6 separate regions of the Mus musculus genome follow, and all the other regions are linked to region 6. A link is a contact called in public HiChIP or PLAC-seq and promoter capture Hi-C data. All regions are on one chromosome and are shown on one strand. The core of a region is the stretch at or near the end of the contact, and the rest is flanking DNA. Distances in the headings are between cores, read along the strand shown. Region 1 holds the start of Hmgb2 (high mobility group box 2). Region 2 holds the start of Sap30 (sin3 associated polypeptide). Region 3 holds the start of Wdr17 (WD repeat domain 17). Region 4 holds the start of Spcs3 (signal peptidase complex subunit 3 homolog (S. cerevisiae)). Region 5 holds the start of Galnt7 (polypeptide N-acetylgalactosaminyltransferase 7). Region 6 holds the start of Hpgd (hydroxyprostaglandin dehydrogenase 15 (NAD)).

Evidence for each region. Promoter capture Hi-C pulls out the DNA fragments that hold promoters and counts their contacts. HiChIP or PLAC-seq counts read pairs in DNA pulled down with a chosen protein or histone mark.
Region 1: a contact with region 6 is called in a promoter capture Hi-C map of liver, with 3 times the contacts expected there. The contact joins the promoter of Hmgb2 here to the promoter of Hpgd in region 6. A contact is called at or near these places in 2 of 39 promoter capture datasets (cranial neural crest and liver).
Region 2: a promoter capture Hi-C map of liver shows a contact between it and region 6, with 2.8 times the contacts expected there. The contact joins the promoter of Sap30 here to the promoter of Hpgd in region 6. A contact is called at or near these places in 5 of 39 promoter capture datasets (the 3T3-L1 cell line, the C10 cell line, liver and 1 more) and 1 of 115 datasets of contacts at active chromatin or transcription factors (pro-B cells).
Region 3: a contact with region 6 is called in a promoter capture Hi-C map of cranial neural crest. The contact joins the promoter of Wdr17 here to the promoter of Hpgd in region 6.
Region 4: a promoter capture Hi-C map of liver shows a contact between it and region 6, with 3 times the contacts expected there. The contact joins the promoter of Spcs3 here to the promoter of Hpgd in region 6. A contact is called at or near these places in 8 of 39 promoter capture datasets (the 3T3-L1 cell line, the C10 cell line, cranial neural crest and 4 more).
Region 5: a FOXA1 HiChIP or PLAC-seq map of pancreatic cancer cells shows a contact between it and region 6. The contact joins the promoter of Galnt7 here to the promoter of Hpgd in region 6. A contact is called at or near these places in 1 of 39 promoter capture datasets (liver) and 1 of 115 datasets of contacts at active chromatin or transcription factors (pancreatic cancer cells).

What each region holds. Positions count from the first base shown.
Region 1 is chr8:57,508,920-57,513,910 of GRCm38.p6, forward strand. It overlaps Hmgb2 (high mobility group box 2), which reads left to right and starts at 2,924. Exons shown (of 5, transcript NM_008252.3): 1 at 2,924-3,086; 2 at 3,656-3,829; 3 at 4,143-4,288; 4 at 4,371-4,545. The coding sequence starts at 3,680. 2500002B13Rik (RIKEN cDNA 2500002B13 gene) reads left to right here. Exons shown (of 4, transcript NR_126553.1): 4 at 1,169-1,343.
Region 2 is chr8:57,485,832-57,490,385 of GRCm38.p6, forward strand. Sap30 (sin3 associated polypeptide) reads right to left here and starts at 2,029. Exons shown (of 4, transcript NM_021788.2): 1 at 1,421-2,029. The coding sequence starts at 1,735. 2500002B13Rik (RIKEN cDNA 2500002B13 gene) reads left to right here and starts at 2,132. Exons shown (of 4, transcript NR_126553.1): 1 at 2,132-2,362; 2 at 4,509-4,554.
Region 3 is chr8:54,722,705-54,727,324 of GRCm38.p6, forward strand. Wdr17 (WD repeat domain 17) reads right to left here and starts at 1,664. Exons shown (of 30, transcript NM_001372370.1): 1 at 1,584-1,664.
Region 4 is chr8:54,527,878-54,532,770 of GRCm38.p6, forward strand. It overlaps Spcs3 (signal peptidase complex subunit 3 homolog (S. cerevisiae)), which reads right to left and starts at 2,121. Exons shown (of 5, transcript NM_029701.1): 1 at 1,886-2,121; 2 at 465-538. The coding sequence starts at 2,028.
Region 5 is chr8:57,649,408-57,654,393 of GRCm38.p6, forward strand. It overlaps Galnt7 (polypeptide N-acetylgalactosaminyltransferase 7), which reads right to left and starts at 3,648. Exons shown (of 12, transcript NM_144731.4): 1 at 3,446-3,648. The coding sequence starts at 3,571. It overlaps AW046200 (expressed sequence AW046200), which reads left to right and starts at 2,346. Exons shown (of 4, transcript NR_040698.1): 1 at 2,346-2,580.
Region 6 is chr8:56,291,284-56,296,285 of GRCm38.p6, forward strand. It overlaps Hpgd (hydroxyprostaglandin dehydrogenase 15 (NAD)), which reads left to right and starts at 3,269. Exons shown (of 7, transcript NM_008278.2): 1 at 3,269-3,429; 2 at 3,656-3,779. The coding sequence starts at 3,337.

The DNA.
Region 1 (4,991 bases), core at 1,674-4,173, 1.2 Mb after region 6:
GTGATTATGTTCTTAGTATATTATCATTATCTTGTACTGTTTATTTTCGTCTCTCTCTACACTAAATGTTCTGACAGCAAAGACCACTGTCTTAGTTAGGGTTTCCGTTGCTGTGAAGACACACAATTGACCAAAGCAACTCTTAAAAAGGACTACATCCAATTGGGGCTGGCTTATAGGTTTAGTCCATTATCATCAAGGTGGGAAACATGGCAGTGTTCAGGCAGGCACGCTGGTTCTCTGTAGCTTAGAGTTCTACATCTTGTTCTGAAGGCAACAAGGAGATGACTGTCTCCAGGGAGCTAGGAGGAAGATCTCAAAGCCCACCCTCATATTGAGAGACTTCGTCTAACAAGGCCACACCTCCTAGTAGTGCATTCCCTGGGCCAAGCATGTACACACATGAGTTTCTAGAAGCCAAAGCTATTCAAGCCACCACAACCACACTTCATCTTCCCAATTCTACTACTAAACTCAGTGCTTGGCAGAGTCAACATTTCTTGAATAAATATGCAACTTTTATATAAGTACAATCTACTTTACGACATGATTGTCTTGTAAAAGAAATGCCAAACCACATGTGATGCTAAAGACTATTGGTTGTCAATTTGACTACATCTGAAATTAACTTTAAAGCCAAAAAAGTAGCTGGGTACACCTGTGAGGGATTTTCCCCCCTTAATTAAATCACTTAAAGTGGCCGGGCATGGTGGCCCACGCCTTTAAACCCAGCACTTGGGAGGCAGAGGCAGGCAGATTTCTGAGTTCGAGGCCAGCCTGGTCTACAGAGTGAGAGTTCCAGGACACCCAGGGCTACAGAGAAACCCTGTCTCGAAAAACCAAAAAAACAAAAGCAAAACAAATCAAAAAACAAACACACAAAAAACCACATTCCTTTAATCCCAGAACTTGGGAGGCAGAGGCAGGTGGATTTCTGAGTTTGAGGCCAGCCTGGTCTACAGAGTGAGTTCCAGGACAGCCAAAGCTATACAGAGAAACCCTGTCTCGAAACACCCCCCCCCCCAAATCATTTAAAGTGGAAGATCCACTTTTAACCCTGATTTTTTTTGAGGCAGGAAGATCCATCTTTAATATGGGCCACACCTTCTTCTAGCAGCCTTATAAAGGACATGAAAAAAGAATGCTTGCTTGCTCTTGCTCTTCCTAGAAATTACTTCACTGCCATTAGAGCCTACTTCTTCAGGATTCTGCTTATACTGAAAACCATGTGGGACATCCAGCCTTGTGGACTGAACAACTTCTGGCTTCTTGGACCTTTCACTGTTAGTCAGCCATTGTTGGACCACAGCCTATAAGTCGTTCTAATAAATCTCCTACATATAGATTCAGTCTATTGGTTTTGTTTCGCTAGAGAACCCTGGTACACGTAACACTTAAATACATGATGTAAACGTGTAGTGCATCAGTAATTTCACTTACAATGCTATTTGAATAATACACTCAGGTTTGGTGAGCTTGACTGTGCGTGTCTGGTTTATAGGTTAGTTGCAACTGTCATTTATTAGATGTAAGATTTCAGGTAGACACAATTTATAAGCATTACGATTAACAAAATTCTGACACCTTAGCCAGGTATGGTGGTACACCCCTTTAATCCCAGGCAGAAGCAGGTGAATTCTGAGTTCAAGGTCAGTCTGGAGTATTTAGTGAGTTCCAGGACAGCCAGGCTACACACCGGCCAGGAGACCCTATCTTGAAAAACCAAAACATACAACAACAAAAAGCAAACCAAAAACCAAAAAAACAAATCTGGTGGTACCCTTAAAGCGGGAAAATATGCCCCCACACCTAACTGGCACCTTATTGTTTTTATTGTCGTAGAACATAAAGGCGGACCACTGTTTGCCGGCATTAAGTATATTCGCAATGCTGAACCATCATCCATTTCCAAGAAAAACACAACGTTCAAGTCTACTTTTTAAAAAGAAAGTTAAGAACCGCTAAGTCCTTAAGCACTATCGAAAATGATCCTCACACAGGAACCAAACAGGAGGGCAGCCCCGCAAATGCAAGCAAAGTTGCTGGGGGTAGAAAACATTGAAAATCCGTGAAAACAGCGGTGCCACATACGCGTCAATCTGCGAGGGGGGGGGGGGGGAAAGAGCTCTCCACAGCCAAATCACAAGGCAGAAATGGCCTGTTAGGACCGAGCCCTCCTTCCCCGGAAAGCAGCTTGACCGGCAAGGTGAGGGACCCTGGCCTCCCACCCGCGCCCGCGAAGTGTTGGGGTGCAGTGCGGCCAACCCGCAGATCTTAGGCGGGTCAGCTGTGGAAGACGCCGTCCCGGCGCGGAGGCAGGCATGGCTCCGATCGGAGGGCGAGGGCTACTTTATTTATTTTTAAATCACTAGGGGACGCGGCTAGGAGTCCGTGAGACTCTCCGCACAGTCTGAGGCTCCCCGCCCGCCGTGCTCCGGTTCCACCTCGGCCTCATCATGGCTCCGCGCCGCGGGCTCCCCACTTTCTTCCCATTTTTTTATTTCGTGAACTCGTAGCTGAGCCCCAGGCAGGCCACGGCATCCAAACCGCGGCTGGCCTAGCGCCTTTAGTCACCTCGGAGCCATCTTTATCACCTGAAGAGTTTAGCGCCAGGCGCCCTCCTTGCTAGTTTTAAATCTGGCCGGGGCAGTTCCTCTCGGGGCCTGCCCCACCCTCATGGCCAATCAGCAGCGGGCCCGCCATTTTTCAAACGCTTTTCCTGCCGCCAATCAGGGCCGAGCAGTACATTCCTCTCTAGACCGGTTCCAACGGGTCTGGGAGTTAACGACCTGGGAGACCCACCGAACCTGCTAGGCTTAGCCTGGAGGGACGGGCCTGGCCAGACACCCACCAATCGGAAGCCTTCTCCGTGGGGGGGCGGGGACTCTCCGGGTTTGAATAATCCTCCACAGCCAATCAGAGCGGAGGGAGGTGTGGCCCGCGACTGGTCTGGTCAAGTTGCCGTGGCGCGGAGAACTCTGCAAAACAAGAGGCTGGGGATTGCGTTAGCGAGAAACCAGTTCTCGCCGGAGCTTGGGGAAGGAAGTCTCTCTGCGGAGGTCTGAGGGAAGCAGCGCTCGCAGCAGGTAAGGTTCGGCCGGGAGGCCCGGGGCTTGGCGGCCTGGCTCTTAACGCGTAGACGTGGGGGGACGTCTGCCGGGCTTCGGCGTGGCGGCTTCGGCGGCTTTAGAGGGCGGCCGAGTCTTTGGGTGAGGGCCGGGGCCATGGAGGGCGGCCAGAAAGCCCTTGAGCCCGGCCGCGTTTCTTTTTCTTTCTCTCTGTCTCTTTCTTAAAAACTGGATTGGCTGTGGGTCTCGCGGTGGCTTGTGTAAGTGTAAGGCGCGCGGCTTTTCTGTCAGGGAGGGCGCGCGGCCGGCGGCGGCTTTCGGCCTCCGGGCGAGGGGCTGAGGCGCGGGCGGGCGGGCGAGTCGGGCGGGTCGGAGCCGGCTGGGGCTGGGCTGGGCCGGGCCTGGCCGGGGCGCGCGCTCCCGCGCTCGCTCGCGGGGGCGCGCGGGGTTTAGGCGGGAAGCGGAGCGGAATCCCCCCCCTCCCCGCTGTCCCCGCTCCCCTCCCCCACGCTCCTCACTCCTTGCAGCCCCCTCCCCGCGGGTCCCCACCCCGGTCCCCGGTCCGGACACGGCTTTCTCCTCGGCAGGTAGACAGACGCCGCGCCGTCGTCATGGGCAAGGGTGACCCCAACAAGCCGCGGGGCAAAATGTCCTCGTACGCCTTCTTCGTGCAGACCTGCCGCGAGGAGCACAAGAAGAAGCATCCCGACTCGTCGGTGAACTTCGCCGAGTTCTCCAAGAAATGCTCCGAGAGATGGAAGGTGAGGGAGGGAGGGCGGGCGGCGCGCGTGCCCGGCTGCAGGCCGTTTCCGGGCTGCTTTTGGCGGGTCCCCGCGGGCGGGGGCGGGTCGGATGGGGGGGGGGGACGACAGGGACCAGGGAGCGCGCGAGCTTTTGCCACCCTGGGGACCCGAGGGTTTTAAAGGTTGGTCTCCAAGCCGAGGGCGCCCTTAATGCAAATGCCTCAGAGTTTACAGATTGACTCGACTTATTTGTTTATCCACTTTCTTTATTACTCGGACAGCTAGGAGCTTTGAAGTCCTTGCCGATTGACTCGTTTTTTCTGCCCCATAGACCATGTCTGCAAAGGAAAAGTCCAAGTTTGAAGATTTGGCCAAGAGCGACAAAGCTCGTTATGACAGGGAGATGAAGAACTATGTTCCTCCCAAAGGGGATAAGAAAGGAAAGAAAAAAGACCCCAATGCTCCGAAGAGACCACCGTAAGTTGATCTGAGAACTAACGAACCCATCGCCCCCCCAGCCCCCATCGTCCTCTATTTGTTAACTCTTGCTTCCTTGCAGGTCTGCCTTCTTCCTGTTTTGCTCTGAAAATCGCCCAAAGATCAAAATTGAACACCCAGGCCTGTCTATTGGAGATACTGCGAAGAAACTGGGTGAGATGTGGTCTGAGCAATCTGCCAAAGATAAACAACCGTATGAGCAGAAAGCAGCTAAACTAAAGGAGAAGTATGAAAAGGTACGGTGCCTTTTAAATAATAACTGATATTTCTATATGATATATGTCAGCTGTAGGAACTTGGGATATTTGTTAACCACTGCCTGTCAGTTTTTGGAAACCCCAGATGAAAGTTGAGCAGTACAGACAAGTTCACCTTGTGATACTGTGTTTTGTGGCCCTTGCAAATTTCCTGCCTGTACACTCGTGGTAGTTGTGTAAATCTATTTTAGAGGGTAGAGTGCCAGCTATGTTTTTAGGTAGTTTGTATATTAAATATAAATATAAGGTGCGAAAGGGGTTGACATTGATAGTAAAAGTGCAGTAACTGATCTCAGGGAGCTCTCATTAGTTACCTGATGTGCTTTCTCAAGCATGGAGGGAACAATTGCTCTCAAACCTGGAGTGGTTTGAATACCAGCTAATAAGGGTTTTGGTCGATGTTAAATTGTTTACAATTAAGTGGT
Region 2 (4,554 bases), core at 779-3,278, 1.2 Mb after region 6:
GGAATTGGAAGCGGTGGGCGGGCGGGTAGTATCTTGGAGAAGGCAGGCAGGCAGGAAAGGAAGAAAAATTCCAATTCTCTGGGTCTTGTCATCAAATTGCAGGGAAGGTGACCTAAATAAGTTAGCTCCTGCTGATTTTAACTTAAAAGGGAGAGGTGGCATTGCCCACAAATTTGTCCTTGTATTTTCTCTAGCTTGAGAGCAGCATTATATTACTCGTAGGTACATGCTTTCTGATTGATCTGTTAGATAGTGAAATTCTACAGGTACAAAGTATGCATTTCTTTACAAATGCAACATTGAATTCATATCCTATGTTTAAATTTGAACCCTAAGGTTTCTTTTTAAGGATTAAGCGAATATATTTCTCTGTATTTTGTGTTTTCAATTAAAGCAAATTATTCATGTTCTCTTGCAAAGTTTCTCATGGACCCTACTGAGAAACCTGCCTAAACAGAATCACAAATAAACTTTTCAAAAAAATTAATTACTCGGGGATTTGAGAGCTGTATATACAGTGGACTAGGAAATACTGAGCTGATTGACACTCTCCCCCCCCCCCCTTTTAAGGCTACAATTAAAGGCCGAATGAACAGGCTTTTAAATTGACTTCTAAGCTAAGGGTAAGTTAAAAATATACAGGATGTCTGGAGGTTCTGTATCTTGTTCTTCCTTTGCCATCAGTCAGAGCTCTGAAAAGTAGCAATGGAATTCTCTGAAACCTCATAGCTGGCCAAAACAGCAGACGTGCATAAAGACAGAAAAAGAAATCCCGATGGCTGCCGAGAGGGCTGTAAAACCGCAGAGGCTTATTTGCAGCCTTGGTTCGGAGCAGCTGCCCGAAGAGCTGACACCGCAAACAACGTTTACAATCATCTATCTCCCTGTAAGGCAACTGGTGAGCTCAGCTTGCTTGTCTGTGTTCAAGAGAAAGAGAACAACGAGGAGGAAAGAAAAAAAGAAAAGACAAAAAGGAAAAAAAGAGAGAGAGAGAGAATTGTGGGGTCCAGCCAGACTCTACTTTCCCTAGAGGAGCGAAGCTGCTCCCTAGGGCAGACACCGGCTCTGGCAGCAAAACAAAGGCGCCTCCATTCCAGAAGGGACTGCCCGGCTGCGAGAAAACTACTCCGGGCCCTCGGTGCTGCGGTCCCCTTTGTTTCGTTTCCAGATCGCAGCAAAGGAGGAAGAGGGAAGCCTGGCGTGGGAGACACGCGAGGCAGCGGGAGTCCGGGCGAGGGGCGGAGGAGCCCCGCACCACTGCGCGAGCGCGCGCTGGGGAAGGTGGCCGGAGTTGCAGGGACTTTGTTTCAATCAGAGAACCACTAATCCCACCTGCAACCCAATCCCCGAGACTCGTGAACCCCGCCAACCATCCGGCGAGGCACGCAGGATAGGGCAGGGCGGTCCCTGGGCCACTTACACTCTTATCCAGCTCGATCTTCACCTTCTTCTGAGAGATGCTCTTCTGGATCCTTTTGCTGAAGCTGGCGTTGCCTGCCGCGCGCCCGCACCGCTCACCGTCCTCCCGCAAACAACAGAGTTGCCCAGGGCCGGGACCGGCCGCTCCAGGTGGCCCAGAAGCTGACACTGCACCGGCACCGGGTACCTCTGCCCCACCGCCGGCTGCGTTCCCATTCCCCGCCGAGGCGGCGGCAGCCGCAGCAGCGACCACCGCGGCCACGGCGGCGGCCGCGTCCCCGCCTCGGCTCATCTCCTCCGGAGTGAAGCCGTTCATGTCTGCCAGTTCGGGGGCGCCGGCGCCGCTACAGAGCCCCGCTCGCCGCGCCGCTCCGCCTCCTTCCCCTGGGCGGCCGTTCACTCCGCACCCCAAGTCTGGTGGCGGCACGGTCCGACGCCCAGAGTCCAGGGCCGGCCGGTCTGTCGGTGCTGGAATAGCTACCAGGTCCTGTGACTGTGATCAGGAGTGAAGTGGCGCCTAGAAAGGAGACCCCACTCACTGTCACATGGAGACTTCAGCAGTTGGACCGCAGCTCCTCCGCCTCCTTCTCAACCCCAGAACCTGCGCGAGGGAGACGCCCCTCCTCTGGCCCCGCCCCACACCTGCCGCGCGGCCCCACGGGAATGGTAGTTCTTGATCGAGGAGCTAACTTGCGCTCTGTTCTGATTACGTGCGGGACCAGCGGGACAAACTACTCATCCCAGCATGCGTCGCGTGGCGAGCCACCCCTAGTTTTTTTTTTTTTCCATTCCAAGCACCGGGCAAGTCTGACTGTGAGGTCAGGCTTTTACCGTGTTTTCTCGCCTCTATTCTCTCCTGCGAGCAAGGGCTGGTTTTAGCTCCTCTTGTTTCGCAAAGTTAGTGTTCAGACCGCCAGCTGACTCCTGGGAAGAAGCATTAATGGTGTGTGTGTGTGGGGGGGTGGGGGGTGGGGGGGGGTAGTAAGAATTAAGTGAGAAAAAGTTTACGGGCTGTTTGGTATTTATTGAAAGAAAACTCGGGATACCTAGCGCTCTTTAGGCGGAGAGTCCTTCATCTCCATCTCCATACCGCAGCTGACTTCTAGAGCGTGGCAGGTCCTTGGCATACTCGTGTGCCGACGGGTTGGCAGGCATCGGGCTGCTTGTCGCCTCTACTGCCACTTGGATTCCTTTCAAACGGATCTAAGAGGGTTTAAGACCATTTAAAGGAAGCACACTAGTATCACGTCTGCAGACTACTCATCAAAACTTAGCCCTGGCTGTAGGGGACGAGGATCGAGAAACCTCTTTTCTTGAGTCATATGCATGCGTACATGTGTGCTTGTGTGTGCCGCGGGTGTGTGTGTGGGGGGGGGGGGGGTTGCGCGCGTGCGCGCCTGGGTACGTGTTTGTGCTCGCGTAATGTGTATTTTTGCCTGTGCCTGTGGTGGGCGGGGTGGAAGAATGGGCGTGGCCATGCCAACCCTGAACCTCTGATAATTATTAGACTTAAGCTTAAGCAAAAATAATTTATTTCAAGTGGAAGAGTTTTGAGAAAGCCTGTTTTAGATTCAACCAATTCAGTGACGATTATATATATATATATATATAATCGTCACAGAGGTCATGAAAAACTTAGGCCCAAGCTTTCACACCTTTAATCCAAAGAGACAAAGCCAAGCAGATTTCATTGTTCAAGACCAGCTTGGAACAGAGCAAGTTCCAAATAGAGAAAAGTTTAAATCCAGTCATGGTAGAACATGCCTTTAATGCCAGCATTAATGATACAGAGCCACACATATCTCTGAGTTCAAGGTCAATATTCAGAGCAAGTTCCAGGACAGCTAAGCTTAGGCTGGGAAGGAGTTGGAAAACATAAAGTTGGTAATAGAATAAGAAGGGGCCACATTCCAGCCTCAGCAAGTAGCAGAACTCAGGTGCTCCGGCTATGTGGCTGGCTTTAGAGTCAAGAATAGAAGGCACCACTAGGACAATTGATGCTGGCTAGCTGGAGCTAAGAAATTAGCAGTGATTACGAAGAGATCAATACCACAGAGGTGAAATCGTCTGGGAGTTGTTTTCTGAAGGCAAAAGAAGCTGTGTTTCCGAGATACCCAAGTTTGTACCCTGTACTGCAGCTGTACTTGGTAATGTATAAGTGTCACCCAAGTGGTAGTGGTTTTGAAGGTATGAAGGGGTCATGAAGAGCAGCTGTGAGAGGCCAGGGAAGACCATTGGTGAAAGTGCAGCCTCAGTTGTTGATGGGTTAGGACTGAAGAGGTTATGCAAAGGATTTGAGGCGTGGCACCATGAAGAGAGCCTATGAGAGGTGAAACTTAGTTGCAGCTGAAGGCCCCTAACATATTGGAGATGCCAGTACCATAGAATGATCACCAAGAACAACAGCAACAGTGGAGTGGAGTCAATCTGCTACAGAGAATGCTACAGAGGGCAGAGCTGGAGAAGTGACACAAGCCCTTTGGAAGAGCCCAGAAGATCATGTGTGGATCCTAGATACTGGAACAAGAAGCGGTAATGTTTAAGTTGCCTTGGAGACTCCAAGATGTTCAAAAATGCCAGAGCCATGGGTTATCTGCTGAGGAAAGCTGCTAACAGGGAGTGGAACCAACCCAGGAGAAAGAAATTTGTTGCAGTCAACAAAGATGTAGAAGGAGTTAGAGATTTGGCTTTTTGACATCAGACTAGGAGATGCAGGCTTTGGAGTTTGCCCTGCTGGTTTCCAGTCTTGCTTTGGGGGTTACAGTTAAGTGAGTGGATGAATCTCAGAAGAGACTTTGAACTTTGGACTTTTAACATTCTTGAGACTGCTGTTGACTGTGGGGACTTTGGAATGTGGACTAAAAGCACTCTTTTATTATGCTATGTCTAGGTGTGGCCCCCATAGACTCCTTTGTTTAAATAAGCCTATGGGAGCCAGGGAGCTGACTGTATTGTTTTGTATATTCTTGACCCTGGGAGTGGCCATAGTGGGAGCCCTGGGAGTGGCCATAGTGGGAGGTGTGGCCTTGTTGGAGTAGGTGTGTCACTGTGGGCTTTTGCTTAAAGACCCTCATTCTATCTTCCTCCAGGAATTTCCTCCAGTATTTTCATAGCAACCTTCAGATGAAAGTGTAG
Region 3 (4,620 bases), core at 414-2,913, 1.6 Mb before region 6:
ATGCCCCAGTACAGGGGAATGTCAGGGCCAGGAAAGGGGAATGGGTGTGTTGGGGAGCAGCGTGGGGGGAGGGTATAGGGAGGATTTGGGGATAGCATTTGAAATGTAAATAAAGAAAATATCTAATAAAAATAGTGTGATTTTAGAATTCTGATATAACATTTTAATTATAAAATTAAAGAGAATGAAGTTTTTAAAAGGCAACTAAAAATACTATTTCCCCAGAAGTGTTTATGCTTCTTTAGCAATCTATTAAAAATCAACACAAGGAGATACCAGATCAACATAAATTAAAAAAAAATCCAACTAGTCTTTATATACACATTTGTAGACCTCACTTTAAAAAAGAAACTTTCCTTTTATGGGTATCTTTTGAAATAGATTATTAGTTAATTTCAATTTAGAAAAGTTTCCAAGAACTCTTAATGTGCTAAAACTACCACTTGTTACATTAACCCATAAATAATCCACTAAAGCAAGTTTCCCAAATTTTCTTGAATTGACAAGTTTTCAGAGTTACTGAAGTTCGTCAGACAGCCTCAGATTTCTGTCTTCCAACATAAAACTATAACCATGGCATGGCACATTCTGGTTGCTGCAGCACCTTGCAGAATAAAGGAATACTTACAGGTTTCAGTCACTACTGTTGCAGTGTTAAGTTCTCCCCGTTCAAAATAATGATAAGAGAACACAGGAACCAGCAAATGTATAGAATATTTTCATCATTTTTTAGTTCAAGTTTTTAAATCCTCATAAATTCCCTTGCATCTAACTAGTTTTGTGATCATTGTAACCTAGAAATGATATGATAGTGATAAATTTGGCAATTATAATATCATATTATTAAATTGAATACTTCATATTTCTTAAACAATGGGTGCGTATTTCTTAGTATTCTTTGGAGGATAGTTTGTTCTGAGTAAGTTAGAAATATATCTTCAAATCTATGTTAAAGACATTTATATAAAATAAATGATGACATGTGATTGATATATGATCTAACTTTTTAGTGTATTTTGTGTATTCTAATTCATTTTTAATAACATAGACTTTGCTCCTATGAATACTTGCATACAAATGTGGATACATCGGTAAGAGAACAAGAAAGAATTTTTATGATCTCCTTAATATACAACAATCTTTTCTCAGGTTAGTATTGCCCTTATAACATTTCTTTTTAAAAGCTTTCTTGGTACAGCCATTTCAAAGGGACAAAGTAATCTATGCAAATACGTCTTGCCCATTGGTGGAATAACATTCTAGGTTATAGACACCCATATACTTAAAAGCTTAGAAATAACAGCAAAAATGTGTTTAGAAACAGCCCCAGCTTCCACGCAGGGGGAATCCTCATACATGTTGAGTTCTAACTATGCCTTATAATACTCAGGTGTGTGGCTGCAAAACTCCTGGGATTAGCTCCTCAGGCATCATGGCTTGCACAGCACTGTAGGAGGCTCAGAGTCCTAGTCTGCGACCTTAGAGTGCTGGTCACCAACGTGAAGCCAACTCATTCAAATATCATCCTCTTTGATTGGGCGCTGAGCAAAGTCTCCTACACTGCAACCCCACTTGAGCCTTACCTGAAGGAGACAGCAGTTGCAGCTCTGGACAACCGCAGGTGCTGAAGCAGGACCGGCCAAAGGGACCGCCCTGGCCCGCGCACCCGCCACGCCCTCCTCGCCGCCCACTCAGCTCTCAGGGGCGGGGCGGCCCTGAACATCCCTGAGCCAGAGTCGGGTTCCGCCCACCCTTCACAGTGCAGGTTGGGGAGGACAGCACTCTGGATCCCGCCCCAGAATTGCACGTGACAAGCACCCTAGTATCTGATTGGAGCACATGGGACAGGGAGGCGGAAGTCCCTGGTGACCCCTGGAAACAGGGCCCGGAGAGTTGGTTACCTAGCAACGCGGCTGCTGTGCAGAAGATGTGATTCCTAAGCTTTGAGTCAAAGCTTCAAGCTAAGCATGTACATTATTTTAAAAGGTGGAGCAGAAGGAATACGTCCCACTAGCGTTGTCACTGCCTAATTTGCTACATCGAAGCTGTACCTTATATAAAAATGAATCGAATGTACAAGAAATAAATCACCTGGTTTCTACATTAGTCTTGAAGCATTGCTTGGAATGTGAGTCTAGAGTGCTCGCTGTCCTGCACGTCTTAATATTTCATTGGTTCAAGTAGCCGCATGAACCACATCTGTGAATGAAATTGTTTTGATTAGTCCAGCTGCAAGCAATTAATAAAACTGTCCATAACATGAGCAAAACATATTTGCCCCGTGGACACTGGTGGAAAGCATATGCTAGTGTCATGTAATTAGGGTTTATATTTCTGAAGTAGCTTCTTTAATTTGGTCCTTTAGTCAATACATTAGAGGAAATTGGCCTTCGTATACTTGAAACTGACCATTAAAAGCACAGTATGCACTCCAAAGGGAGTAAGCAGATGTTCAGAATCAATGTTCTGAGAGACCATGATACAATACAAGGAACATGGATACAAGTTGCCCCAAATAGTGTGTTCCACCGTGGAAGTAGTTAACAAACTATTGTCATAATACATCAGGTAAGCAAGATACATAAACCTGGGAAATCTGCTAGATGCTGTCTAAGGACAATCCTTAGCCTGTGGTTAGTAGAACAGTCTGCCAAGTTAATATATTTGAAAAGCTTTGCCATAATAGTGAAAGGCATGTTATATCAGATACAGAACAATAAACAACTATTACAGGGAGTAAGGTAGTCCCAAATAATTTTGGCGATGGACTTTTGGCCAACTCTCTACAAACAAAATTAGTCTGTAGACTCTTCTACATAACCGTGAATTTTTTTTTCAGAGAAATTCATCCCACAAAGTGTAGTTCATTTATGATATTTGGAGCTTCAATCATAGGCCAAGTTCTGAACAATCATCTACCCTTACAAGAGAAAATCTCTGGAAATATTTCCTATTCACCTTCACAATGCATACTGCTACTGTTTTCTTCCAACATATTCTCTAGAGGCTCTGTTTCCTTAGAATCACTTATGCTATATTTGTAAATCAAAATTTACTTAAAACTAACTCTCCTTATGGAAAATAAATTTGTTAAAAGCTAAGACGATTTCTTACAACTGTTTGCCCTATCCCATGTTGAAATGACTAACAGTAGCAGGTCTCCAATAAATGTTTGGTGAACGAATGAATGGAAATTAAACAGCATAGAATATCTTGAAAATCCATGTGTTAATGCATATAGCTTTATGTACTGAACTCTAAATGTAGTTATGTAAGATACTATGGGTTGATTTCAGAAGAGGGACTTTTAGAGAATTTTTTTTCTTTAACTTTATTCAGGAAATAGAAACAAATGGGATTTTATAAGATAGAAAAGAATATGGGCAATCTATGCAGCATGATCTGTACTGGGAAAGCACATCATGAATTTAATAGATCATGTCCTGCTTGCTTTTTTTGTGGAAGGTGAATGTGGCTGTCCACAGATAGGAAAGGATCTAGAGACTGTGAAAGGAAAAATAAAACTAGAAATATAGAAAAACTAGATGTGGGGAATACAGAATTCAGGATTTAGGTCAAACATTAACCTCTCCTGGCCAAGAGAATCCAATTGAAGCTAGTAAAATTGAGCTTTTTCTTAAAGAATGGCATCTAGGAGGTTGTATATAAGGATGCAAAGAGATAAACAGCATGCTTGATTGGGAGGAAAAAAGAAAGTTGTTGGTTGCCTGGGCTGTAATGAAGAAAACAAGAATGTTAAGGGGACATTCATGTAAACATATATTACATTTTTTGGAATTGTCTTATCTTCAAAGTAGAGAAATGTGTGCTTGATAATGGATCTAAAGAGAAAAAAAAGATCTCTCCATGTAAGAAAATAACAGAATGAGACATCCACACCCAGCAGTCCATAGCTGTGCATTCAGCTTTTAAAGAAAAAATACTGATGCATAAAAATATTATCAATATATGTCCATATACATGTCTATGTCTATAAACACCACTTACACAGCACACATATGAATGGGAAAGGACAAGGTGTGGGAGCTGGTTTCTCCTTTCACTATGTGAAGCCCCAGAGCTGAAATCTAGTGGTCTGGTTTGGTAGCGGGCACCATTACCAGATGGTTTGGTTCCATAGTTTTTTCCATAGAAGATTTAAAGAACTACAACCATAGTTAGATCCAGAGGAACAATATGGTGTCATCTCTAAAGGAAGAATGGCTTCACTCTGCTTTTCAGTCTTTTATTCAGCTAACACTTGATGTGATGTTCCCATCTCAACAGGAAAAAAAAAAAAAAAAAAAAAAACCAGTGTCAGTCATTCAGCATGACATTTTCGGAGCCATTATTAGTTCTTGCCATTTTAAGTACACAGAGTTCATCGTCGTTAAGAAGCACATAAAATATGCTCACACAGTACAAAAGGTAAAAGCAAGGTTCAGACATCTGCTTCCAGAAAGTATACCTGGAGCCGCTTTGCTATGAAAACAAAGCAAGAGGTTGCTGTGTCTGGGAATCCCAGATGGAGCAATTGGTGGAAAATATTTCAGAAGACTTCAGATCCCTAGATACGGCCTCCCCCCACCCCCTTTAAAACGGGCTTCCAGCACTGATTTT
Region 4 (4,893 bases), core at 871-3,370, 1.8 Mb before region 6:
GTCAATCTGGTGAAGACAGAGACACAAGATAAAGAGAAAATAACTCATCCTGGCTGATCAAAGAAGCTTCATTAGGCTCCATCTGACCAGACAGACAGGTGATAAAACGCTGACATAAGTTGTCATCAGTGGCCCTCTGAACAAACCACTGCAGATGCAACGTCCTTTGAAACATAGGAGGTGTTTGTTTGTTTTCTCTCCTAAGAGATGAGAGATTATTTGAGATTGAAAACAGGCTATTTCTGGGCAGGCTGAGCTCTGGCGAGTTTTTCCTTCTCTAACCAAAATGATTTAACTGTATCTTTTCTTTCCTACCTTCAACTTGCTGTTTAAACGAAGACTTAAGATATACGCACATGACTCCCAGGCTGGGGTGGAGTCATACTCCCTCTTCCCCTTCTCCTACACTCGCATCTCATTTCAAATGTACAGAAAAGGCAATGCCAGGCTTTCTTGAAGGATATCAGCTGTTATATCAAATGTGATGAATCCCAGGTCACTTCTTTCTCTAGGGCCCGTGAAGTCTTCTACATTTTTTCTAGAAGTAAAGATAAAAGTTTTACCATCCCTCACAGTATCACACTAAACGTACACAACTTGAAACAGGAAGGGCTCCTTGTGTGCAGAAGTCACACCCAAGTTTAACAGCGAAATCGTAAACTTAAGAGTAAGCTTTTGTCTGAAAATAAATATTATAATTCAATACAAGAGAAGGCAGTCAGTGGTTTTCATCTGCCTAACGAGGAGCCCTGAGAGAACACAAGGGAAGAGAAAAAAATAAAACTAAAAAGAAAAACGGAAACACAAATACTTTATGCGGAGCAGGCCACAAGATAATCTGGAACGCAGCACCTGATTATAAGCACATGCCATATGTCAGAGCCAACATGCACTTTCCACAATTATCTGAAATCCATACAACAATCCTTCCAGTGACTTTCTTCACTTACAACAAATGTTAACACCTGCGACTGCAAGAAACCTGTTTAAGATCACAATGTTTAATATGTTTCAAGTTTATCTAGGTCACCACAGAAGGTGATGGCAGGGCCGGTATCTAAGCTACGTCTATTTAAATCACCAATAGTACCTAACAAAAAGTGTTGGGGATAAAAATGAAAAATCAAAAGCAGCAGCAGTAGTAAGAGGAGACACTTACTGGTGATTCTGACAAACAAATTAGTAAACCAAGGCTAAAAGAACGGGCAGATTGTAGAGGACAGTTCACACAGAGCATACAGGAATTAAAACCACTGCGTGAAAGATAAAAGTGCCAGAAAAATGGAGGGAAATGCTATAAATAAAACAGGCAGTACGGGAAAAGAACAGTCATTTCGAAATTCTATTTTTAATGTCTCCTAAGACTTATTCAGGTTGCTGGCTAAAGAATGACGTTAAAAATAACAAGAAACTGGGATGTTTAAACCGCCCCTGTGCATCCTGCACATCCTAACTTCAAGGCAGCAGCTGCCAAGTAGTGTGTCCACGAGGGACAGACAGACGTCTTCAGGGACTGTCAAAGAGAACCAACTGGGGCTGGACGTGACACCAGAGCCACCCACCGAGGCGCCTGGATGGACACCCAGGCCAGGGGGGACTGGGGACTGGCTGAGGTCCCCACGCGCGCTTGCAGGCGGGGAGGCGCCGGGCGGAAGCGCGGGTGTGGGTGTGCTGTTGTGTTGCTCCCTCATTGGCCCGGGTGGGTGAGGGACGTGCAGAACAGGAAGGAAGGGGAGCGCTGACCCAGGCCACTCGGGAGACGACCGCGCAGGGCTGGGGTCTGAGGGCCCCGGGACGCGCGTCCGCGGAGTGGACGGCCCGCGGCGAAGCCCTCGGGGACCGCGCACACAGCCCCGGGCGGGGCCGGCCGGCCGGCCGCACTCACAGCATGATCCGCGAGACGTGCAGCCGCACTGGGACGCTCCTGTCTTTGAAGGCGGTGGTGATGAAGCAGCCGAAGGTGAGCGCCGCCATCACGCTCAGCGAGAAGGCGAACAGGGAGTTCGCGCGCGACAGGACGGTGTTCATCGTGGCGACCTTTCCCTCCCGGGCCCCGGCTCCCACACTCGCACTTCAGGCTCTGCTTCCCGCGGCCGACCAGTCCCCGCCCACCCGCGCATCGGGTGCGCACGTCCCGCCCCGCCCCCTTTCCGGTCCTCCGACGGGAGCGCGCACGCTCCCACACCCTCTGGGTCCCACCCACTGGGCGGCCGTGCACGCGCCGGAAGGCGGTGCTTTCAGTGAATCCGCCAATCATCAAAGAGCACGGGGGTTGGGCTTTGCCACGGGGGTGTGGGGGGAGACCCGCCTCCTCCACTGCTCAGTTGTTCCATGGCCTCTGTGGCTTGGTAGGGAAGTAGCATTTTGCGAGTTGACCTTCAGTTAAGTTTATAGGGACAGCGGCCCCTTAACTGTTCTGTGGTAGTCACTTTTCAAAACGCGTGGTCCCAGCTCACCTCTATCAAAGCTGGTAAAGTTGGACATTTTTGGAAAGGAGGAAAAATGAAATCAATCAGGCACCTAAATAGCAGTCAGGGACACCAGTGTTGGTATGCAGCCTTCGCACTAGACAATTAGTCAAATCCCTGTTGCTTTGCTTTCAACAGAGAACCGAACCTCTACTTAAGTTACGTGTTTTATACCACAATCCCAAATATTTCCACTTATCCAAAATAGGTTGTTGTACAACAGCTGCTGTAAACCATGAAACGGTGTTAATGAGAAACTGATATTGATTAAACTCCTCTCAGTCATTACCATGCAATTAATTTTCATACAGCATACAGGCAGGATCATTAAGAATTGCCTAGTGCATATTCTAGGCCTCGAATGGAGAGTGTAACAGAATAGACCCTGGCTCAAATAGAATAGAGCCAATAAATGAAATATGTAGCAGTTATAGTCAGAGTGGTCTTTAGATGTGTTTAAAACCTTGGTTATTCAATCTCTCGGGTAGCCACACTGTATTCAGTGAAGGAAGGTTTTAATAAATAGTTACTGTGCTGCAAGTGAGACACAAAAGTATATTGATCACTTTGTATAAACCCTACTGAGGTTTATAACTGAGTAAAGTTATCAAAATCAAAGCAGCAGCTTAAATTATAAAACAGGTATAAATACTGAGGGATGCTACATAGTGCTAGAGACAAAATGAGGAAGCCATGTATGTGGTGAGACAGAACAAATCAACCCACACACTACCTAGTATTATTACTATAGAGTAACTTAGAGAAAGGATGCCTCTTGTTACAGATGATGAGTGCCAGGATACATGCTATGAAATATACTGAACACTTAGAGGTATATGTAAGACACACCCAATAATCTGTTCCCAGTAGGTAAAGAAGTACCTGTGAAACAAAAGACTGAAGTGTACCTGGGAAAGTAATGGCCTGTTGGATGCTGTGGAGATATTTAATCTCAATTGGGGTCTTAACCCCACCTTTGATCATTCAGTTCCTGGATAAAAAGACACACACAACCTTTATATGTATATTAAACTCTAAGCAGCATAAAAGCTGGGCAGATATCCATCCTCTGTGGTATTAGAATCTACTTTCCTATCAATAACCCAGAGTTTTTACTTACTATGTTTCATGTGGGCTGCTTGTAACTCCAAGCCCACAGGGCCATGACTCCTAACCCTTGTTAACTTTCTCTTCCTCCTTTCCTCTTCTCTCTGCTTGTGCTTCTCCCAACAACAACAACACCCCCTCCCCCAGAGCCCGAGAACCATAAAACCTGCTTATGTCTCTTCTGCCCAGCTATTGGCTGTCAGTATCTTTATTCACCAATGAAATAACTTGGGGGCAAGGTCACACAGCTCACTAGGTTTAGACTCCCTCTTCTCCAAGTCTTGGGGACCCACACTTAGCATTACAATACAAGCAAATGGCCATACCTCAACAATTATAGAAAACCTGTCTGTGAATACTGTAGAGAAAAATGAAATCATGAACTTTGCACATAGTGATGCAACTAGAAAACATCATACCGAGGAAGGTAACCCAGACTCTGAAAGAGAAACTTCACATGTTTTTGTTGTTGTTGTTGTTGTTGTTTCTCATTGGATGCTCCTAGTTCCAAATTTTCCAATGTAAATGCATAGCTTGTAGAAACCAAGAAAGCAAAATAGGAGCATTAAAAGGCTGGGGAGTTGGGGAGCAATAGAGAGAGGGCTAGCAGGGTACAAGTAATCTGATCAGGGAACTGGGAAGAGGGGTTCTTAGGGAGAGAGGGAGATGTATACAGAAGGTGGGAGGATGTTAAAGAGGAAAGGCAGAGTACAGTGATCTGATAGGGGAAGGGTAAAGGTCACTTCTCCAGGGAAGGAAAAGGGGTAAATGCAAGAAGGGAGGAAGACAAGAAAAACAAAAAGGATTTCTAAAAAAGCCAAAGGAAATCATACTGTTAACTATTTACCTAAAATGATCTATTATGCATGTAATTCATTGTATAAAAATACATATATAGATTTGATGAACTTTTCTCCTCTGGGCTGAAAATGCTCCCTCTAGGATCCAAAGACCACTTAACACAAAACCCAGTACATGAGAAAGCATTTTTTGAATTGTTGGCCAGGGTTTTCCCCAGGCATACAACCTATTACTGGTGCCCTTGGTTGACTTTCAACAGGAAAAAGCAACCAAAGTCCTACCAAGCAATGGCATCTATGAACCACATCAATGAACTGCATGGCATGGCACAATAACCCTAAAGGGGTGTAGTAGTGGCCTGATTGGCTTAGCATAACCACTGGCCTTTTAATTGGGTTTAAGAGCCTCTCAACAGGAGGGAAGCTATGGTACTGGAAAGCTAGCTAACTACCCAGTGCTAGTGAGTTATAGATATTAGAGATGGATCAATACCCACTATTTTAGTAAACCATAATAA
Region 5 (4,986 bases), core at 2,398-4,897, 1.4 Mb after region 6:
AAGACCCTCATCCTAGCTGCCTGGAAGCCAGTCTTCTAGAGACCTTCAGATGAAGATGTAGAACTGTGAGCTCCTCCTGCACTGTGCCTGCCTAGACACTGCCATGTTTCTGCCTTGATGATAGTGGCCTGAACCTCTAAACCTGTAAGCCAATCCCACTTAAATGTCCTTATAAAAGTTGCCTTGGTCACGCTGTCTGTTCACAGCAGTAAAACCCTAACCAACACACTCTCCGTGTTTCCATACATTGACCTTCCAGTTTCTCACCGTATCCTTGCTACTTCAGGTCTCAGGACCTTTGTACCCGCTGCTTCTGCTCCTTTCAGGACTGCCCTGCCCCACGTGCAGTTCAAACCTTTAGATTTCAGCTCAAAGGTCAGTTATTTAAATAAGATTTGTATACTCAAATCTCTCCGTTTTTCTCACCTCGTAAGGTTTCCCCTCATAACACAAGTGTATTCATGTGTTCCTTTCATAGCACAATTGTATCTGTATATTTGCCAAGGCTTGATAACATGTATTTTTCTCACCAGGCTGCAAACCCCGTGAAACTAAAGCAAGACGTGTTTCCTTAAATTGTGAGCACTGGACCTAGTATACAGCAGGCACTCACAAATGTTTGACTATATGAACAGAAATGATCATGTAATAGAGTTGTGGACATAGCTCCATGGGCAACATGTTTTCTGACCATGCAAAAGATTCCCTGGCACTCTACACATCTAGCATGGTGATACACGACTGCACTTTAATCCCTGCACTCAAGAGGTAAAGGCCGCAGGATCAGAAGTCTAAGGTCATCTTCAGACAGACTGGAAAGGTAAGGATATTTAAAATATCATTCAGCTTTGACAAACGCCAAGAGGCTCAGAAGAGGGAATTTTTGTCTTCACCTCACTGCTCTACAAAATTAAAGCAAAGACATCTTCAAAGTGCTCTTTACTTCCTGTAATAACAACTGTTCAAGACAGAAGCGGTCCTGAGTGGACGGAGCCACGGGCCTATCTGGTGGAAGCAGAGGCAGAACTTTCCTTCTGGAGGGATCAAAGAGGCCACATATAGAACCCACATCCAAGAAAGAGAAGCAGGTCCTCATAAAAGACCTGCAACCTCAACGGAAAAGTACCACAAGGTAGAGGAAAAACCCAGGACTCTGGGACTCAGCATCCCAATCGGCCCTAACTCTCCCCTAGCACTGGGTCTCAAGAACCCACAGGTTCCTTTTAATCAGAGGGAAGAGGCAGTCTTTAATGAACAAACACTCTTATGACATCTGACACCTAAATCGCTTTAGATTACTATTTGCTCGTAAGTTATTAATGCCCCCTGATACCTGAGCATTCTTTTTAATACAATGCTAGTAAATCTTGAAAAATCTTTGTCTATCTTGGGCAAAATACAGAAATGACAAGTTATACTAGGTCCATTGGCAAACTTATCAAATAAATTGTACAAAAAAATTAAGTTATGCTCACTTTATAGACAGTAAGGTGGGCACTATAGTTTATTATATATCAACACTAATAAACTACCTAGAAAGAAGTTATGATGCACCCCAACTTCTTTTTCCAACTTTTTGAGACTAGAGTCTCCTATAGGCCTAGCTGTCCTTGAACTTATATATGACCTTCTTCAGCTCCCCAAATGCTGGGATTACTGGCAGGCGCCACCGTGCTGGGTCCAATCATGGCTTTAAAAGGATCAGAACTACAGGACATTTTGAACATAACTAGTTATAGCAGGTTTTCAATTTCCTTCTCAGAAAAATGGGGCTTAGGATTTTCAGCATCATATAATGCCTCTTATATAAAAGAGCAGTTCATGACTTGAAAAAATCAATTTCAATATTCATCTCATCAAATCAGTTTGAGAGCAAAAATATACAAAAAAAAAATCACTCCAAACACAGTGAAAAGGAAAAAAAAATTCATCAATTTAGACTTTGGTGAGACTCCACTTCAGTAAGGCCAGCCCCAAATGCAGCAATTTACAGATTAAGTTGTGTGTGTCATAAGCATCAACTGAAGAGCCCTACTCTTGGAAGGTCGTCACAAGCTTTTCCCCTCAACTTCCTGACGCTAACTTTCCAAAAGTAAAATTAATAAAGTAGATTATGTAGCTGCAACGCTGATTTTGCAGAAGGCACTTTCTTAAGAGACTCCTCCCACGGCTGCTCAGCGTCTGTGTCCAGAACTCCTAGTGTCTCCCACTTCTTCTGAGTCTAACCTGGACTCGAGGTTGTGGGGCTTGGAGGGCTCGGGGATGAGGAACTCCGGGGGAGCAGGGGGTGTAACGGTTCACCAAGCTGAGGGGGTGGGGGTTAAGCTGGGGAGGTGCGAAGCAGTTCGCGCCGCCAACTGCCGGGGCGAGCGTAGCGCAGTGGCCGGATCCCGGTAACTAAAGTTCCGAGAAGCCTGACTAAACCCTCAAAGCCGGGACTGTCAAGACTAACGCCGGCGCCGAGGGCGGCAGACGGATGCGTCCCAGCGGAGCGCGCCTCTCGGCGTCAGGCTGATGGAACAGGCAGCGAGGGGCGGCCAGGAGCCGGCACAAGTTAGGTCCTCGGCCGGAGCAGCCCAGGTAGGGCCGGGGGACTGGAGCCCGCTCCGGATCCGCAGGACGAGGGAGCACAGCGGGCGACCGGGGCTCCCAGGCGCCCCGGTGCAGGGACGCCGATCCGGGTGGGGACGTGTCTCTCCCCTGTCCGGGAATCGAAGGGACAAGGGGTGCGGGGCGAGGCCTCAGCTACACGTTGCACCCGGCTCCCGGCCACGGGAGTTGCGGAGAGGCGGCGCCGTGGGCTGGAGCCCGAGGCGGACAGGCTAGGGGCGCCCCCGCGGCGAGCACCCGGACTGGGCGGGGACCACAGGAGAGGCTGGACCGCGGGGCCTGCTCCACCGGACCACGGCGGCGGCGCCGGCATCTCGCCTCCTTCAGGCCTGCACGCGCCACAGGCCGCAGCTCGGACCAACCCCGCGCCCGCCTGCCGCCAGCGCGGGGGTCGTAGCCCCGAGTCGGACGCCGAGCAGCCTCGGCTCCGGGGAGCCGACTCTGTCCTGCGATTCCGCCCCGGCAGTCCCGGCGTTGGAGCGGCCGCCTATAGCCGCCACCACGGCCGCCGCGGCGGCCGCGGTAGCGGCAGCAGCAGCAGTAGCGCGGGTGACGGCGCTGAACCCGGGGCGGGGACGCGCGGGAGGAAGGGGCGGCCAGGGGGCGGGCCGGCGGCGGCCGAGGGGTACCCGCGGCGTAGGGCTAGGCGCCCCCGATCGGCCGGCGCCGGGCCAGCGCCACCTGCGGAGCTGCGGCGCCCACGCGGCCGCGACCCCGCCGCCCCTTGCTCCCGCCACATACACACACACACACACACACACACACACTCACGCGCGCGCGCAAAAAAACAAGTTGCAGGTCGCCTCTGCCGGAGGGGGCCAGGCGGGTCACTCACCCTCATCCTGCTCAGTGGGCTCTGGTCGTCGGGCCGCGAGGACAGGGAAGACCAGAGGACCACGAGCCCCAGGAAGCTTCCCACCACCAGCAAACTGCGTAAGATGAACCCGATCTTCAGCCTCATCTTCCTCCGGCGGCGAGAGACACACAGCCCGGCGCAGCCGCCGCCACCGCTCTCCCCTCCCTCCTTCCCCCTCCCCCGGCCCTCCTCCTCCTCCTCCTCCTTCCCCCCCCCCCCCCCCCCGGATCACTACGCCCGCCGCCCTCCCCACCGCCTGCCCTCTCCAGCACCAGATCCGGAACTCCCCTCGGCTTTACCTTCCCCTGGCTCGCCCCTCCGCCCCCTCCCCGCGCCTGCCTCTGCACTGCTCTGCCGCACCCCCTCCCCTCCGCCGGCCTCCGCAGAGCTCCGACCGGCCGGCGTGTGTAGCTTTCCAGGCTTCCCTTCTCTCTACCTGCCCGCTCTAGCTCCGCAGTACCCCCTTCCTCCACCCGCGACCGCGAGAACCCACCCCCCACCACCCGCGAGTCCCTAGTAACCTTGGAACTAACTTAACACTTTCCCCCAGGTCTGGTCTTAGCCTTTGCCCTAAGGCTCCGCTTCCTAAAGCTTGCAGATCCCCAAACTTTTATTGTAATTAGGGACCAAAACTCTGTCCTTGACGCCCGTGCCCTGCCAGGATGCTGCCGCCCGGTGCCCCTCAGGTGGACCTGCAGACGCCCTAGGCTGCCCTGCCCTTCCCGACGCCCACTGCTCAATCTCCCCAGCCAGAGGCTTGCAGGAAGGAAACCAGGAAGTCAGCCACCGCTGCTGCAGCAGTAACTCCACGTGGCTGATTTATAGCTGTTTTTTTTTTTTTTAATCTTGTTTTTTCACAGGGCTCCTTAAGGAGGTGGATTTGTAATCGAAAGGCCCAGGTGAGATGTGCAAACACCACAGAACTAAAAGAGGACTCACTTGGAAAGGCAGTATTGCCTTCTCTCTTGGGCTAATTAGAAAGCCAAGTCGACTAGCTAATTCTCACTACGGTCCCTGTTAATGGACTTGCAAGTTCCTACTCTGGGGAAAGTGGATTTCGGGCTTTTAAAACGTTCCGTACATGCATCGTTGCTTCTCTCACAACTGACTTTTCCAGGAAAGGATATTGGCAAATGTTTAGCTACACGCCTCTCCCTTGTACATTGTGCCAAAGATGTCAATCACTTTAAATCACAGTCTGCAGTGTGTGCCATACCCCTAAACTACTCAATTTGTTGAACAAATGCTTTTCGGTAGCAGGTTTAAGGATGGCGTAAATTGACCTTTTTAATCCTAATATTGCCTTATCTGCATGTATTTTGCTTTCGAAACAAGTGAAACTTGGTTAAGTCTCCCCTAGTGATCAACAGTATATGCATTGTTATTCAGATATGGTTGTCCACTATTGAGAAGATGGAAAACTGACTGTGATTATGAGCATAGCTGGGAAGTAGCCCTCATCGCTGAAGTGATGGGAGCTCACCCAACTGCTGTTAGTAGTCTAAGATGACCTTGCCACC
Region 6 (5,002 bases), core at 2,019-4,518:
AGCAAAGGCAATCCTAAGAATGTTCTCAAAAAGTTTTATTAGTGATAAGCCTTGAATTTCTCATCTTTCAAGACATGAATCACATTTTTAGTAGCAACTTGCTGGGGTGGTAGACAAATGTGGCTCATGTAAATGAAAGTTAATTATACAATTCACACAATTCCCAGGGAAGTGGAAATAAGATTTATCAAACTCCACAGAAGAGTCAAAACATCTTTACAGCATAAAGAATGTTTGGGTATTCTTATTTTTATTTTTTAGAAAAGAATACACAATGACCAGTAGTTATTTTAAAACCCAAATGTAACTCACTTATAAAATATATTAAACATTTTAAATCTTTTTCTTAAAAAAAATATATCTTTTTTTTCCTGATCTTAACATGTAAAGAAAATCAACACAGTGGCTAAAATCATAGCATTTAGGAAATATTTTTCATCTTCTCCTGGCATAACTCCTGTTTATCTCTGTTTTTCTTCTTCCAGCATGCACTGAACACACACACGCACACACACACACACACACACACACACACACACACACACACACACACTTAGGCCAGATACTGGAAGGCAGAGAAAAAGAACCAAGCTTCTATGAAGGTCCTCAGATTGTAAACTCATTCCAGTCATTCATGAGCTGGATTTTCTGGGACAGGGATTTGGTAGCTGGAGAATGAAGGGGAGGAAATATGGAGGGGTGGGATATGGAGGTGAGCAAGCCAGGCAGGGCAAGGCCTTGAAGGCAGAGACTGGAGTGTGTTGTAACTGATCCTGCTTCTGGGAAAGTAGGAAGGGGCTACTGGGTAGCTGTACAGAGTGGATTACATCATAATCAGTACCTGGAGTTAAAGAATTTTGATCACTACAGTGGGGGAACATGGGTCAATCTATGCCTTTAGAACTTTTCCTGGTCTGAGCGCAGAAGCAGAAATTGAAGGGCAAATCAGTTCAGCAGCCCAAGTGCTGTTGCTATCACAAAAGCCAAGGTTTGAAGGGAGCCATTGGTGGTGGGAATTGATAGGGAGGGTTAAGGGGAACTGATTTTGAAACCTTAGATCTCCTTTTGTGCTTAAAATAAAAGTCCTTGTTTCCCCTTCTCTCACGGGTGTGATTTATGAACAATCTAGAAACAATTTGTTAAGATTAATACTTATTACGCTATTATTCTGTGCCAGGCCCTGTGGTAATGCTTCACATGCGTTGCTCAAGTCTTACTTAACAAATCAGGAATCTGAGGCACGATAAAGGGAAGAGCAACACCCTCCGCGTCATCTGAAATCTCAACCATAGACCCTCAGACTCCTGTTTGGCTGTTTGGTGTTTGGTTTTGGTTTTGTTTTCTTTTTTTCATGACACCAGTCTCTTTAGTCTGAACCAATCCTGTCCTTTCTTAAAGGAAAACTTAGTCTCCTCCTAATCTCGCCAATGACTACCCGGTCCTAGATCCATAATGATGGGCTTGACAGTAAAACAACCTCTCTCTCTCTTCACCAGCCACTTTCTCCTAAAACTTCGCATCAGGTGCTGTGCCTTTTAAATTTACTCATACTGGCTATTACTGCTCTAGCTGATTGAAAACCTTTTGCCAAATGTGGCGCTCATCTCCATCAAAGCTTTAGGGACCACTTGACTTTTGGAACGGTTCCTCTCTGTTGAGCGCTGCAAAGCCACTGCTCTTCAGACATCTTCACTCATAGTGCAGTAGCTGTTTTTGTTTTTTGTTTTGTTTGTTTTGCTTTGTTTTTCTAGCTTTGGGCAAATCCTTCCTGGTGAAGATGTGTTCTTTTTCTCAAGCCTTCAGCCCTGGCTTTCTGTTATTTGCCTGTCTTCTTCTTATTTGTCTCTGCTGTTCTCATTCAACATCAAGCCCTTACATACACCCACTGGTGAGTTTCAGTGACGAGTCCCACACCCAAATGTATACGGGTAGGACTAACTGAACTTAGCAGTTTACTTGGGAGAAAAAAAACAATAAGAGAGGAGGGGTTGTTCGGGCATCTGAGGAAACTTGGAGGGAGCAAGACATATTTCCTTGTATATGTGCATGAAATTCTCTAGAATAAAGAAAAAATTAAAATACAGTGCCTCTACTTCCCCTTCTCAGTACAATGCTGGATATAAATATGTTCCTATCTTCTCAGCATTTTTTTTCAAGATCTAGTTTCAAGGCAACTTTGAAACCAGTTGGCTTAACACCAACTCTGTATTTTCTGCAGCCTCTCCAAACACTTCCCTGAGGAACCGGGCACATTCACCAAGGCTTCCTTCACTAAGCAGGCAAAGTACACAAAGAACTCATTCTGCTGTTAATCTCGGGCTTCCCGCGTGCTCAGATGTCTTTGTGCCTGAAAATAAATGCCAATGAATTAAACTGACAGAACGCACTTTGAAGCCTGCCGCTGTGAACGTGAGAAAGGGACTTAGTCAGTGGACTCGTGTCCTGGCAAACAGTCACCCTGGCATAAAGTCAGGGCTCCAGTTCCTGCAGGTCTGGGGACCTCAATACCAAATCTGGATTACTGAGCCATAGGAGCCAAGGTGGTCCAGCAAGTAAACTTCCATCAAAATCACAATATGCAAGGCTACCACTGATGCTGGCATGACTAAGGACAGTTCAATATGACACACAATGGACACTGATCTGAGACAGAAACTCCAGGAAGATTCTTAAAACTCTGGCGTTGGAACACGATTCAGGTTTTGGGAGTCAGAGCAAAATTAAACTCTTGTGCTCACTGTTTGTACAAAACGTCAGTAAATAAAAGCGTTATCCTCACTCACCCCAAGCCCATAACTATATTTGTTTATGAAATGAGAAGTTATGAAAAAGCTTAACACACACACACACACGTGCACAGCAACGCCCCTTAAAATATTGTTTTTGATTCCTTCTTTTGCTTGCTTTTAATTTAATATTTATTGAGGCTGTGAGGAGAAATCCAAGTTTCCAAGCCTCTTCTCTTCTCTCCTGTAAGATTAACTTTTGAGTCGTTCAAGAAACTTTTCCAGAAAGTTTGTCTTCCTTCCTTTCAGCTTTTCCTCTCTTAGCTCACTGTGTTCATGCAGCCAGAGGCTTGGGGAAAATTCCTGCTGGGGAATCTGCAACAGCTGAAAGCCTAGAAGGCAAAGATCACCTTGTGCGCCGACCCTACCCTGGTGCTCAGGGGCAGGTGACACAATGTCGGTTTCCTAGGCGCTGGCTTGACAGTTTCATCCCCGCCCACTGGCAAGAGAGCTCCTAGGGCCGCTGCACACGCGCACGGAGTGGGCTATAAAAGCTGCTGCGGCGTCCAGACTCTGAGCTCGCCCACCACCCGCAGAGACGCGACCCGCCATGCACGTGAACGGCAAAGTGGCTCTGGTGACCGGCGCGGCACAGGGCATAGGCAAAGCCTTCGCTGAGGCTCTGCTGCTCCATGGCGCCAAGGTAAGGACTTCTCCGTGTCCACCCACACGCCGCCGGAGCCCCTGGGGTGCCGAGCCCCAGGCTCGCAAGCCGACCTCCAACGCTGCTGGCAGAGAACCCGAACTTGGATGAGCACATTCTGAGGTCTAAGAAGGGAGCGTCTTTTTTATCCATTGCTTGTGTGTCTGTGGCTTGGTGGCGGCTGTTTCCTTCATAGGAGACCCGCTCCCTCTTTTCTTGTTTGTAGGTAGCATTGGTGGATTGGAATCTTGAGGCAGGTGTAAAATGTAAAGCTGCCCTAGATGAGCAGTTCGAACCTCAGAAGACACTGTTCGTCCAGTGTGATGTGGCTGACCAGAAACAACTGAGAGGTAAGACGTTGGGGAATCAATCCATAGACTCGGGAACACACCTTGTGCAAGCAGCAACCTGACTGCCAGGTAGGAGCAGACAAGGCTGAGAGCCAGCAACGCTCTCTCACGGGAAGCTGTGACCTTCTAACTCCAATGGATAGTTTGAATTTCTGTGCTTCTTTCTGATAACCCAATGGACATAAAAAGTAAGACAGGACTGCCTAAGAAATCCTTCTGTTTTAGCCACTTGGCAGCACAGAATGTAATCAAATCTTTTGTGTATTCGAAGACAGTGCTGCTACAGTTAATTACCCAGTGAGGGGGACAGGCTGCGGAACTATGGCAAGCAGTTCTCAGAGAGCTGGAAGACTTCTCCAATAACAATCAAACTCAGCGTGCCTTTCGCTTAGACACTTCAGACGCCAAGTTCCAGGTCATGGTCACAGGCAAAGCAATTGCTTTTAGCCAGATCTTTGCTCGGTTTCCCCTCTAAGATGGCACTTAAAATAATAACTGTATGGCGTTAAATTTCTTCTTCTTTAGAATTAAAGAAGAAAAGGCTCTATCGCTTTTCCCCAATGTTTTCCTGTTTTTCTGTGGTCTCTTAAAATAGATCCATCTACTTGTGAAATGTCAGGAAGAATATTGTCATCAGCAATGCACACTGGCTGTATAGAGGGCTCAAAGGATTTCCCTAAAGATAATTTCTCCAGGAAAATATAGAAAAAAAAAAGATGTTTCAAAGGGCATTGTTCAAATAAACAAAGTAAATCGGTAGGCACCTTTTTAATCTGGAAGTCAGAATACAAACCCAACCTGCTCTACAGTGTCTATCAATGGAATCCTGAGATCTTAGGTTTCTTACATCTTAGAATATACCCTATGAATAAAAATGGACGGATCCATTAGAAGACAGTGGACCTAAGATAGGGGTAATTGGATTAAAGAGAACATCATTAACATCTGAAAATGCTAATCTGTCCGATAGTAGAGGTAGCCTTTATGAGTAGAAGAGATCTTTAAGAGAAGTCATAATAGAACATCCTTTGCCAGAGAATGGTTTTATTGATACTATATCATTTAGTTTCAATGACAGTCATGCCCAGTCCCAACATTCATGCTACTGGACTAGGGACCAGTAAAGATAAATTATATGGCTTCACGCATGGTATTTAATGTGTTATTCTGCCAGTATTTAAAATGAGTATCATGTCTACGAATATATTCCTTAAACATTAAGT